4 separate regions of the Mus musculus genome follow, and all the other regions are linked to region 4. The links are chromatin contacts, called in public HiChIP or PLAC-seq, Micro-C and promoter capture Hi-C maps. All regions are on one chromosome and are shown on one strand. The core of a region is the stretch at or near the end of the contact, and the rest is flanking DNA. Distances in the headings are between cores, read along the strand shown.

The links. A called contact is a pair of places that touch in the nucleus more often than the background predicts. HiChIP or PLAC-seq counts read pairs in DNA pulled down with a chosen protein or histone mark. Capture Hi-C pulls out chosen DNA fragments and counts their contacts.
Region 1: a contact with region 4 is called in a Micro-C map of embryonic stem cells, with 3 times the contacts expected there. The contact joins the promoter of Pax5 here to the promoter of Gne in region 4. A contact is called at or near these places in 1 of 39 promoter capture datasets (stem cell-derived epiblast-like cells), 1 of 484 Hi-C or Micro-C datasets (embryonic stem cells) and 1 of 115 datasets of contacts at active chromatin or transcription factors (bone marrow-derived macrophages).
Region 2: a promoter capture Hi-C map of adipose tissue shows a contact between it and region 4. The contact joins the promoter of Car9 here to the promoter of Gne in region 4. A contact is called at or near these places in 2 of 39 promoter capture datasets (cranial neural crest and embryonic stem cells) and 2 of 9 other capture datasets (adipose tissue and pancreatic islet).
Region 3: a contact with region 4 is called in an H3K27ac HiChIP or PLAC-seq map of double positive thymocytes, with 2.8 times the contacts expected there. The contact joins the promoter of Sit1 here to the promoter of Gne in region 4. A contact is called at or near these places in 2 of 39 promoter capture datasets (cranial neural crest and embryonic stem cells) and 3 of 115 datasets of contacts at active chromatin or transcription factors (double positive thymocytes, memory CD8 T cells and regulatory T cell precursor).

The regions. Positions count from the first base shown.
Region 1 is chr4:44,709,266-44,712,034 of GRCm38.p6, reverse strand. Pax5 (paired box 5) reads left to right here and starts at 1,341. Exons shown (of 10, transcript NM_008782.3): 1 at 1,341-1,672. The coding sequence starts at 1,627. RefSeq lists a promoter at 1-1,109.
Region 2 is chr4:43,505,483-43,508,391 of GRCm38.p6, reverse strand. Car9 (carbonic anhydrase 9) reads right to left here and starts at 1,366. Exons shown (of 11, transcript NM_139305.2): 1 at 997-1,366; 2 at 49-78. The coding sequence starts at 1,336. It overlaps Arhgef39 (Rho guanine nucleotide exchange factor (GEF) 39), which reads left to right. Exons shown (of 12, transcript NM_001013377.3): 2 at 429-615.
Region 3 is chr4:43,482,399-43,485,098 of GRCm38.p6, reverse strand. Sit1 (suppression inducing transmembrane adaptor 1) reads left to right here and starts at 1,390. Exons shown (of 5, transcript NM_019436.3): 1 at 1,390-1,561; 2 at 1,683-1,821; 3 at 1,911-1,969; 4 at 2,096-2,160; 5 at 2,251-2,700. The coding sequence starts at 1,516. The coding sequence ends at 2,484.
Region 4 is chr4:44,071,309-44,074,008 of GRCm38.p6, reverse strand. Gne (glucosamine (UDP-N-acetyl)-2-epimerase/N-acetylmannosamine kinase) reads left to right here and starts at 1,292. Exons shown (of 12, transcript NM_001190414.2): 1 at 1,292-1,647.

The DNA.
Region 1 (2,769 bases), core at 92-2,591, 640 kb before region 4:
TGCGATGTCCGGTGCCCACTGACCCCTCCCCCTATCCTCGAACTCTAGGCTCTCTCCCCTAGGTTGCAGCCCAGCCTCGTGACCACCCCCCTCCAAAAAAAAAAAAATCAAACAAACACTCTCGGAGAGCGATTCACTTTCCGAAACTGCCATTGTCCAGTGGCCCTAGAGCGCTCACCCGCCCTGGAGAACCTTCCCCTGCGACCACCCCCGCAACGGGGCTCTATAGGCTTCTCGCGGCCAAACCCAGCCGCTTGGAATTCAGACTGGGGAGGGAGCAGAGTAGAGGAGGCTTGAGCTCGGACGGCAGGGAGCGAGGTTGGACACCACACCTTTACCTAGTTCCTCTGCAACCGATTTTCTCTCTGGAAAATCAAGTCTGGGAACTCGGGGATGCTACAAGGTCTCTTGGCCCGAGGGCAGTGGGATTCCATTTAGGGGCCTGGGTAAGGTGTCCAGAATTTTTGCCTGTTCTCCGAGCCTGCTAGGATGGTTCTGCTTGGCCCGGGTGCTCCAAAAGCAGAGGACCGGGTTTTATCAGCAGCTTTCCGCTGAACCTCTGGGCTCTGGGGTAAAAAGGGTCGAGTTCTAAAGGGGAGATCTGGGACCTGGTGGCTGAATGGGACCTAGATACTGTAGTGATCTGAAGCTGCCCTGGAAGATGAGCCCAGCAGACCTATGGAGGTTGCAATTGAGTTGGGGGTGGGGTAGTTGGGAACCCCGAGGGCGGGCGCCGCCCTAGGGGTGAATCTGAGGATGCTGGAGCATCCCCTGTGGTTGACAATTGTGCTAGTACAGGGTTCAAAACCACTTGCTTGGCAGAATTGTTCTTTCTTTAAAATAAAAAAATGGGCCTACTGGCCCTCACAAAGCAGAGTTTACATGTAGAGCAAAAGCGCACAGGGCCGCGACCCCCAGACACAGGTTTGGAAGCGGGTACGACCCTGTGACTCAGGTTCTCCTTCCCCTAGGCGCGCGACTAACGCCGGGCCGGGCGCAGTCTGAATCTTTCCTTCCCTGCCCCCAACCCCCTATAAAAGTCCAAGGCGGCACCGAGGCGGCATTGCTGCTCTCTGGGCCTCTTGCACACCTTCGGCCAGGCCTGGTCCGCCCCGTCTGGCACGCTGGGCAGGCCGCAGAGCTGACACCCTTTCCCTGGTTCTTGGCCCGCAGTGCGGGGCGGTGCGCCGGGGGCGCGACGTGTCTGGGGACATCTTGTGATGTTGGCGAGAACAGGACATGATCTCACATGGCGAGAAGCTCTTTAGTTCCTTAATCATTTCACGGTGCCTTCGGACGCTTTTTTTCCACCTAAAACGTTTAGTTTCAGCTCAGTGATCAGCTACCCCAGCTCGGCGGGGGAGCGGAAGGCTTCAATTATTCCGACTTGTGAGCGGGCCCCAGCACCAAAAAAAAGAAAGAAAGAAAGAAAGAAAGAAAGAAAGAAAGAAAGAAAGAAAGAAAGAAAGAAAGAAAGAGGAAAGGAAGAAAGAAAAAGAGGGAGAAAAGAAAATAAAACAAAGAAAGAAAAAAGAAAAGAAAAAAGAAAGAAAAGGAAAAAAGACACCCCAAAAAAAGTGGAAACTTTTCCTCGCTGTCCATTTCATCAAGTCCTGAAATATCGAAATGGATTTAGAGAAAAATTACCCGACTCCTCGGACCATCAGGACAGGTAGGAACACCGCGAAACGGGATTCATCCATGCTTACTCTGGGACACTACCCAGTGCTAGTATCCATGCTAATATCCATGCAAGAAGAAAGGTGTGTGTGTTTGTGTGTGTGTGTGTGTGTGTGTGTGTGTGTGTGTGTAGTTTTCTCAGGAAAAGGCCTGTCCTTCTACAGTGCGTTCACATGGTTTTCACTAGTCCGTCAAGGTGTCTTCAAGGAGGCCTGTTTTCTTTGGTTTTGTTTGATTCTGTTTCTGATACTTGTGTTGGTGTTAATCTGGAGATGTTCAAGTTTGGATCTGTGTGCTCACTTGAGGAGATCAATGTGTGCAGGAGTTTGTGTTACCCCAAATAGGTGTTCAGTTTGAGTTTGTACGCCTGTTGGCATCTTTACTAGCTTGTATCTTGCCTTGAGCATATTAGCATGTGTTTATGAGTTAGTGTTTGTGTGCGTTCTTTTTAAGACTCCAAGATGTGTGTTTGTGTAAATTCTGTGTATATAGTTTGATAAGCATCTCACTCACTGGACATCTACTGCTTAAGAGGTCTGGTCATCTCTATATCCCAAGTGATTTTGGAAGTAAGAAAGAGGTGGTTCTCTGACCCCTCCATTTTTGGATGTCAACAGCTGCCCAATGTGTACATACCAATACATACAAAAGTGCTTGTCTCTAGCACTGGTATAGCTCTGGGGCCTACTAGGGGTATAGTATACAACACATGTGCTGCCAGGCCTAAGTCTTATAATATTGAGAGATAGAATCAAAAGTGATGTGAATTCAGGGCAATTAAGCTCTCACTGTGCAGTGTGCACTGTCTCATTAGTGTAGTGTTGCATTTAGCATTTGTGTACAAGGGTCTCCTACAGCAAGCACAACTTTGGTAGGTAAGAACAGTCTGTGGACTACTGATGACATTTTGACAGTGTACACACACACACACACACACACACACACACACACTCCAATCCCTTGCCTTTAGGCTGTCACCTAGATTAGCCTCTGACATTGTGTGTGTATATATGTCACACTGTATGCTCAGGCTTTGTCCTGTGGGTGCTGCTCCAATGAAGGAGAGCACAAGTGGGTGGGTATGTGAGC
Region 2 (2,909 bases), core at 117-2,616, 570 kb after region 4:
CCAGGGCTGGGCTCCCAGATTGGGTCTGTGTAGCCGGCCGTGTCTTACCTCCATAGCTCCAATGACTGTGGCCACCCCCTGCATAAATGAGAAGAATTAATAAGCCCACTCTTACAGCCCAGTCCCTTCCCAGTGCCCAGAATAAAAAAATATTCCCTCCCGCTCTGGCAGGGGGCCTCACAGCCCCGGATGTCTTACAAGAGTGTTGCACGTAATAGAAAGGAATGTAGCAAGGCTGGTGTGAAGCACAGTGGACTACCACCAGCTGGGACTCCGCCACCGCCACCATCACTGCAGGAGCCATCAGTAGCCCTACCGATAGTTTGCAAACTAGGGTCTGTAGGCACGGCTTCAGTTTGAGATCCAAATCATCGTTCTTTTTCCCTTACTCACCCACCTTCCCACTCATCTCTCTTTCCTGTCTAAAGTTCCTGGCTTAGAGCCAAGCACGGTGGCGCACACACCTGAAATCCCAGAACTCGGAGGAAGAAGAAGGTAAAGGGCAGAACTAGTTCAAGGCCAATCCGATCTACACAATAAGACCTTATCTCATCCTCCGCCCCCAGAGCAAACCAAAGTTCCTCCACCTGTCTTTTCCCACACCGCAAATCATAGGTGAGTAACGGCTGTGAGCTCCTTGTGTGTCTTCCAGGAGCCCCCTTCTCTTCCCTTTTCATCTCTCTGTCTCTGTCTCTCTGTGTCTGTCTCTGTCTGTCTGTCTCTCATTCTCTCTACCTCCCTCTCTTCACACACACACACACACACACACACACACACACTTATTTTCCCCCTCTGTCCATTCCCAGTTCTATTTCCTCTTTAATTTCCCCCTATTCTCGGCTTTTTTTTTCTTCTCTCCTTTTAGGGGGGAAAGACTACCTATTAGAGTATAATTGCCGAATGCTCTCAGCTAGCATTTCGGGGAAGAGAGGGGAGTGGGGGAGGACAAGGCATAAACTTACCTGAGCCTAGATTTGGAAGTTAATGACCACTTACCTTTTTCATCCCCGTGGGAACCTTGACTGTGCTCAGGAGCCTCGGGAGTCGATAGATCCTCTAACCCAAGGGACTCCTCCATCCTGTCTTCAGAATTAACTTCAGGTGGATCCTCCCCATCGGGTGGATCCGCCTCTTCAGGTGCATCCTCTTCACTGGGCAGAACATCCACGCCCAGCTCATCCTCCCCAGATGAACTGTCTCCCAAGGAGGGCTCCCCCTGCATCCCGGACAGGCCCTGGGGCTGAGCAGACACTTGGAGCAGCAGGAACAGCAGCAGCTGTGCAGTAGGGGCTGGGGTCGACAAAGGGGCCCAGGGGCTGGGGCCCAGGGAGGCCATGCAGCTGACTGGGGTGTCCCAGGACACACTGTGGACGGGCTGTACGTGCATCGGAAATAGGAGCTGGGTAGGGGAGGAGCAAGCCTTGAGGGGAGCAGGCTGACTCACAGTGCCCTTTTGTAGAGATGGAGCCAAAGTCCCACAGGTTCTGTCTGGCCCTATGCCCCCTCCCCGATATCAAAGCCTGGACATTGGTGCGGTAATGGGTAGGGTTGGGGTGAGGGGCAGGTGTGTTCATAGGCAGAAAGAAGGTTATCAGGATCACCAGCTCAGCTTGGAACCCAAGGCACCACCTGGCACTGTATAGGTTCTCCCTGGCACCACCCAGCTCCTGGCCTCTGCTAGGCCTGGCCTGCTTCCCGGCCCTGGCAGGGCAGGGGAAAGAAGGAAGCTGGGCCCCCGTGGAGTTGGGCTGAGGAGGCAAGAAATCCATGCATGTATCCTGGCCCAGTCAGGTCTTGGGTAAGGGGGCAGGTTAAGACCCTGGAGGAGCCTAGGGGTGAATAGGTGGAGGGGCTCACAGCTAAGTAGAAGGCAAATTTGAGCATGATTATTTGAATCTACATATGAGACTCTAATGGTTACCCCCCCCCCCCCACTGCCTGCCAAAGTCTGATCATTTTATTTCCCGACTTCCAGGTCTTCAAAACCTCACCCAAGAAACCAGTCTTGTCTCTTGCTCTTCCACCTAATGTTCTGGTCAGATAATTTGTGTGTGTGTGCTCCTGCGCGCATGCACTTTTTTGCTTTGTTTGTTTGTTTCTTTTTCAGTGCTGGAGACTGACTCCAGGGGGCCATGGGTGCCATGCAAGCACTCTTTCACTTGAGCTTTGCTCCCAGAGCTAAACTATTCATTCGTCTCTCCAAACTCTGCACTGCCTTTGTGAATCTCCGTCTTGTTGCCCAGAATGCCATTCATGTTTGCACGCCGTATTTGTTTAATACCTACGGTATGTTAGGCACTGGGCTGTGGACTAGGGATGCGGAAATGAAAACGAAGGCTCCTATCTGAGAAGCTCTCGCTCCAGCGAGTGAGGACAGATGTCATAATTCTGCCTCAAGGAACTATGGATGTGGGTAAAATCTGTTCCCATCTTTGAAGCAGAGGTAGAAGCCCCACGGGGAGGGGTTGGTTAATAATCACAGTAAAGAGATTGGAATTCTGGACAAAGAAGAGACATGGACCATTTTGAATAGAGACTGGTCAGATGGCTTAGTGGGTAAAGACACTTGCCACCGAATCTGATGATCTGAGGTGGAACCCCAAAATCGACATGGTGGAAAGAGAGAACCATCTACTACAAGTTGCCCTCTGCCCCCTGTGTGTGCCATGGCACATGCATGTGCACACACACACACATACACCAAATAGATGTAAAATAAAGTCTTTTGAAGAGCGTGACAGAGACCAGTTCTTACATCAGGCCATGTGGAAGACAACTATGAGTGTGGATTTCACAGGCAGCCTGATTCTTTATGAATCAGGACAGAGTGAGAACGGATGGAGCTCCCAATCTGTCCATCTAGTGACCATGTACCAAGCCTCTCCCAGTGTCCTTGACTCTGCTGGTGT
Region 3 (2,700 bases), core at 141-2,640, 590 kb after region 4:
TCTACTGGTTAACAAGTAAAAATATTTAGTTACTTAATTATTTAATATCTGTGGTGTTGAAGACACTGTGCCAAAAACAGAACAAAACAAAACCCTAACAATTTCAAACTCAAAAAAAACTGATTCTAGGGCTGGAGAGATAGCTCAGAGGTTAAGAGCACTGGCTGCTCTTCCAGAGGTCATGAGTTCAATTCCCAGCAACCACATGGTGGCTCACAACCATCGCAATGATGAAATCTGATGCCCCCTTCTGGTGTGCAGGAGGTACATGCAGATATACAATAAAAAAATAAAACTTTTAAAAAATGATTCTAGATGTAGAGGGATCTGCTCGTGCCAAGGGCCCCTTGCATAACTAGCTGCTCTCGTGTGTGTGTGTGTGTGTGTGTGTGTGTGTGTGTGTGTGTGTGCGCGCGCAGCCTGGAAATTGACTTCTTGTGTCATCTCCATTACTCTCTCTTTGACTCTTTCAGACAGGTTCTCTCACCTAACAGGGAGCTAGACTGGCTGGCCAGTGAGCTGTAGTGATCCACCTGTGTCCCCTCGCCACAGAAGGTTACAGAAGTGTGCTACTGAGCCTGGCTTTGATGTGGGTGTTAGAGATTCAAACTCAGGTCTTTGCAATTTCTAGGCAAGTCCTTTACCGACTGAGCTATCCAGCCCCACCCCTACCTCTGAGACAGAGTTTCACTGCATAGCCTTGGAACTCTCACCTAGTCTCTCTAGCAAGTGACTAACTGCAAAAACAGGCCCAGTTTGCCTGAGTTAGCCTGGGTCAGAGATTCTTTTAATGCAATTAATGTAGTGACAGGGTCTCACAGACAGTGTAGATGAGGTAGGTTGTGAGGAAAGACATTAGCCTCCTCTATCTTCCTATCCCCAATTATAATACTTGTATCAAAAACAATAGTTACACAGGTATTTCTCAACTGGGCATGGTGGTTTTCCATGGCTGTAATTCCAGAACTTGGTGGGTGGAGGAAGGGAGGTCAGGAGTTCAAGTTCATAATGAGTTTGAAGCCAGCCTGGGCTACAGAAAGAAATGCAACTATTTCCACCGGTAGTGGAGCTGTGAATTCTAAAGCTACAATCATTGAGCATAAACCTCCTTCATGGCAATGTGAGCCAGAGAGAAAAGGTGAAATTCCGTGGCTAAGGGCTCCTGTCCTTTCATTCCTGTCTCGTGCCACCTGTGCTCTTCAGAGTCTCCGTGGACTCAGCTGCATGCGGTCTACTCCCTGCTCAAGGGGACTCAGAGACACGGGGATTTCAGAGAGCTGATGATTTCAGAGAGTTCTGGGTGATGCAGGTGCAGGCACAGGGCGGGGTCTTTGTTCTTTTGCTCATCCCTCCTCTCTGCCTTCCTCTCCGGAAACCAGCAACTTTGACACTGTCAGTGTTGGCGATGCTGAGCTGTGGAGGCCAGGTTTAAGGAGACATTCGGGTTGTGGGGGCTGTGACAAGCTGTCAGGCCATAAGTAGGACTGACCCCTGACTCTCACACCAGCAGCAGTCATGAGCAGAGATTACAACTGTACCACTGACGATCAACTCGCATGGGGTAAGCTGGGCGGGGCAGGGACTCCTGGGGGAGGGGTTATGTGGTTCCATGTTCTATCTGATCCCGGCTGGGGAAGGGGCTTGTGGAGGGTAGTAACAGCCCCATCCACTTGCATCCACAGGGATCCCCTCCATAAGCCACGCGTGGGGACTGTGGGCCCTCTTAGGAGTTGTGACGGTGCTGCTTCTCATCTCATTGGCTGCACTCTTGTCCCAGTGGACCCGTGGTCGGAGAAGGAACCAGGAGGGACAGGGACCACTGTGAGTGAAGGATAACTGGGGTGGGTTAACTGAGTACCTCTCTCTTAACTAAAAAAAGTCCCCATTCACTCTCAAACTCTCTGCTGCAGCTCCGGAAGGTCCGCGGAAGAAGTTCCCCTGTATGGCAACCTGCACTATTTACAGACAGGTAGGTGATGCGGTCAGGGAGGATGAGGGCACAAGGGCCGACTCCTAGTACACGGGATGGAGATGGAGATAATGGAGACACCAGGGGCAATCAGGAGCTCATCAGATTGCTGTGCCTTTGTCCCAGGTCGGCTGTCTCAAGAACCAAGGTCAGAAGAGCAGGACCCACCATCCTCTGGAGGCCTTGCCAGGGTGAGTCAGCTGGCCGAAGAAAGGGGGAGGAAAGGAAATGGGGCCCATTCCCGAGGGTGCAGAGACCAACTAACAGCTTCGCATCTCCAGGGGGCGGAGGAGGCCATGTGCTACACTAGCCTGCAGCTGCGACCAGCTCAAGGTCGGATCCCCAGCTCTGGAAACCCCATCAAGTACTGTGAGGTGGTGCTGGACTCTGAGCCAAAGCCCCAGGCCCCAGGCCCTGAGCCGGAACTTTATGCCTCCGTGTGTGCCCAGACCCGCAGAGGCCGGGCTTCCTTCCCAGATCAAGCCTATGCCAACAGCCAGCCTGCACCCAGCTGAGGAGGACCTGGAACTGTGGGCACCCATGGCTCAGCTACTGGGTCAGGGACTCCTGCTGTCCTGGCTAGGGCATGTTTGGTTTCTAACCACCTCCAGGGCATTGAGACTTTGCTGAGTGGCAGGAGCATCCTAAGTTGCATGACAGCGTCCATACATCTCAGAGTCGGAAGCCTCCTGGTTTCCTGAGGAAGGAGTTGCAAAGAGAGATCTCCACAC
Region 4 (2,700 bases), core at 43-2,542:
AAAAAAAAAAAAAAACAACCTAAAAAAGTAGATCTGAAAGTTTCACTTGTGACTTTTTGTTGTTGTTTGAGACACAGGTGCAGCTGTGCTGTTCAGAATACTGTCTAGCTTCTCATTCTCTTGCACCTAGCTGTGGGAAATGTCACCCATGTCAGGAGGTTCACCACGATCTCTAACTTCAGCTCCAGGGTATCTGTTACCCTCTTCTGGACTTTGACATGTGCACTCTAATGTGTACACATCCTCTGCCCCACCCCCCTACCCCATATACATGATAAAAATAAGCTAAAATAAAATCTTAAAAACAAAACAAAACCAACCTTCATCAGGAGCTAGCAGCACAGGCCGCTCCCCACCTTCCTGGGTCTTGGATCTGCAATTAGTCTAGCAGATATTCTTGAGATGTCTGTGTACCTCAATCTATCAGACTATTGAAACTATGGCCTCAAAAAACCCTGAAATTTTCCCCAAGAATCTCATACTCAGAGAAGGAAAAGACCGAATGCTGGTGCTGAAAAGAGACTTCACACGGGACTGACAATTTGTGACTGCCACTTTGCTGGGGAAGTTAGAGTCCAGACAGTGACAGGTGGGCTACAGCTTGCCCTGGACCTCTTAGATGTGCACATCTCGAACTCTATATATTTTAACCTAAAATCTGAGGTCCCAAAATGGATCCAGGGGATATGTCTTTGGATATCTTTGTCCCTCTTCCCAACATGGCCACATTGAATTAACCTCCGTTTTTTTGCTTTTTTTTTTTTTTTTTACTAGTAACTCTGTTCTCATTAACTTATGGAGAACAGGTGACAGAATTTGGCTTCAAGGGGAAAAACTGTGAGGCCCAAATTTGGTAATAGAATTGCCTAGATCCCTGGAGTGACAGATAACTCAGAGCTGACTAGCATGTGTATTGTCACGCTGCACTCAGCCAGAGCCTCGTGGCAGGGGTGGCAAAGCTTAAATTCCAGGGTGCACTCTAGGACTACCGACACTGAGTTGCCTTGGAGTTTGGTCCACGAGATGGCACTCAGCTTGGGTGCAAAGCTAAAACAACCATCTCGTGGGAGAACTCGGGCTTAACTGTGGGCTCTGCCAGAGGAGAGAACACCCTCAGGCGAGAATAAGGGTCAGCAAACCGAGTGGATGCCACTACCAGAGGCGACACGACAGCGGAAGGTGCGCCACACGACTGACCAACAGAAATACGCCAAGGAGGGGCTGGGACCCGGTGCAGGCGGAGCCGGAGCGATCGACCGTTCGGCGCTCCGCGGGAGCCGGGGTGTGCGTTGCGAATGCAGGAGCAATGGCTGGGGCTGGGTCGAGCGCCGAGTCGTCGAGCGGCGCCGGGTAGCGGAAGCCACCGGGTGCGCTTGCCGGGGCCTGCCCTGTGGACCCGCTGGACGCGAGCCTGCCAAGTGCCGAGGTGGCGCCGGAGGGAACTAACCCGGCGGAGGCCACGAGTCAGTCGGTGACTCACGAGCATCGTGCCAGGCTCCGGCACCTCTGCTGCAGCTGTGGGCCTCGCGCTGGGCGTCCGGGTTCTACGCAGCAGGGCGCCTCTCCCGCCCGGTGCGTTGCTCCGGCGTGGGATCCCGGAGCTGTCAGACTCAGCGTGCGGGTGAATGGGGACCGGGGCTTGCAGAGGTAGGCCTGGCCAGGGTCCAGCCCATCCGTGCACGCAGCAGGCGGCACGGCCCTGGGTCCCTGGGCAGAGACGTGAGATAGCTGCGGGGGCCCAGCACTGCCTAGGTGGGGAGAGGGTTTGCACCGAGGGACTTCTTGGAGGCTTGCCCAACTCTGACTGTCTGGACACTCGGTGTCCTTGGAAATTTGATAGACGTTTATATCCGTCCTTGAACAGGCTTGTAAAATTGTTAGAGGAAAGAATAGATCGGCTTTGCACCTCGATAGGAGGGGTGTGGCGGCGGGGAATGGTTTCACAGTAAAGATAATGGTTTAGCCCGACTGTAGGGGCTCTGGAAGGAACATCAAACTGAATTATTATAGCTGGGCAGCAGGGTTCTGAGAACTCTGTACAGCCCTTCCCTTTTTATTGCGGTGAGTTCCATCCGCTCTGAGTGAAAGAAAGGAGTGTCTCAAGTTCTCCGGAAAGGTTTGCACCCGTGGATGTTTGTGGAATATACACACAAGGTAGAGGGTGTGTGCGGCAGTGACCTGCGTGTAGGAAGGTCATCTAGACTTGGCTTTGAATTGAAGTTCTATCAGTCATTAACTAACTGTGATTTAGATCAAGTGGATTTTTTTTTCTACACCTCAGTGTCCCTGTCTGTATAGTAGAGAAAATGAGGATGGAATAACGTGTCTAACGCCGTGTTAGCCCACTGCTGGAGGAAGCACTTAGCAAACGTTTACTTTACTGTTGTTTCTCTGCTGGTGACTGCTTGCACAAGTGTGCTTATACTTTCTCGTGGTTGGGACATTCACTTATCCTTTTGCAGCATTTATAAAAGCACAATTGAGTTGAATGTAGTTTGTGAGCATTGCCATTTCTCGGAGCCAGGGAGATTGCTGCTGCTGCTGCTGCTGCTGCTGCTGGTGTAACGCTTCAAACTTGACTTGAGTTTGGGTGCTCCAAACCCAGTAAAACCGGTCCTATAATTCGAGCAGCTGTAATAACAGCAATCCGGAAGCCTTGGGTTTTTTTGTTTTTTGTTTTTGTTTTGTTTTGTTTGTTTT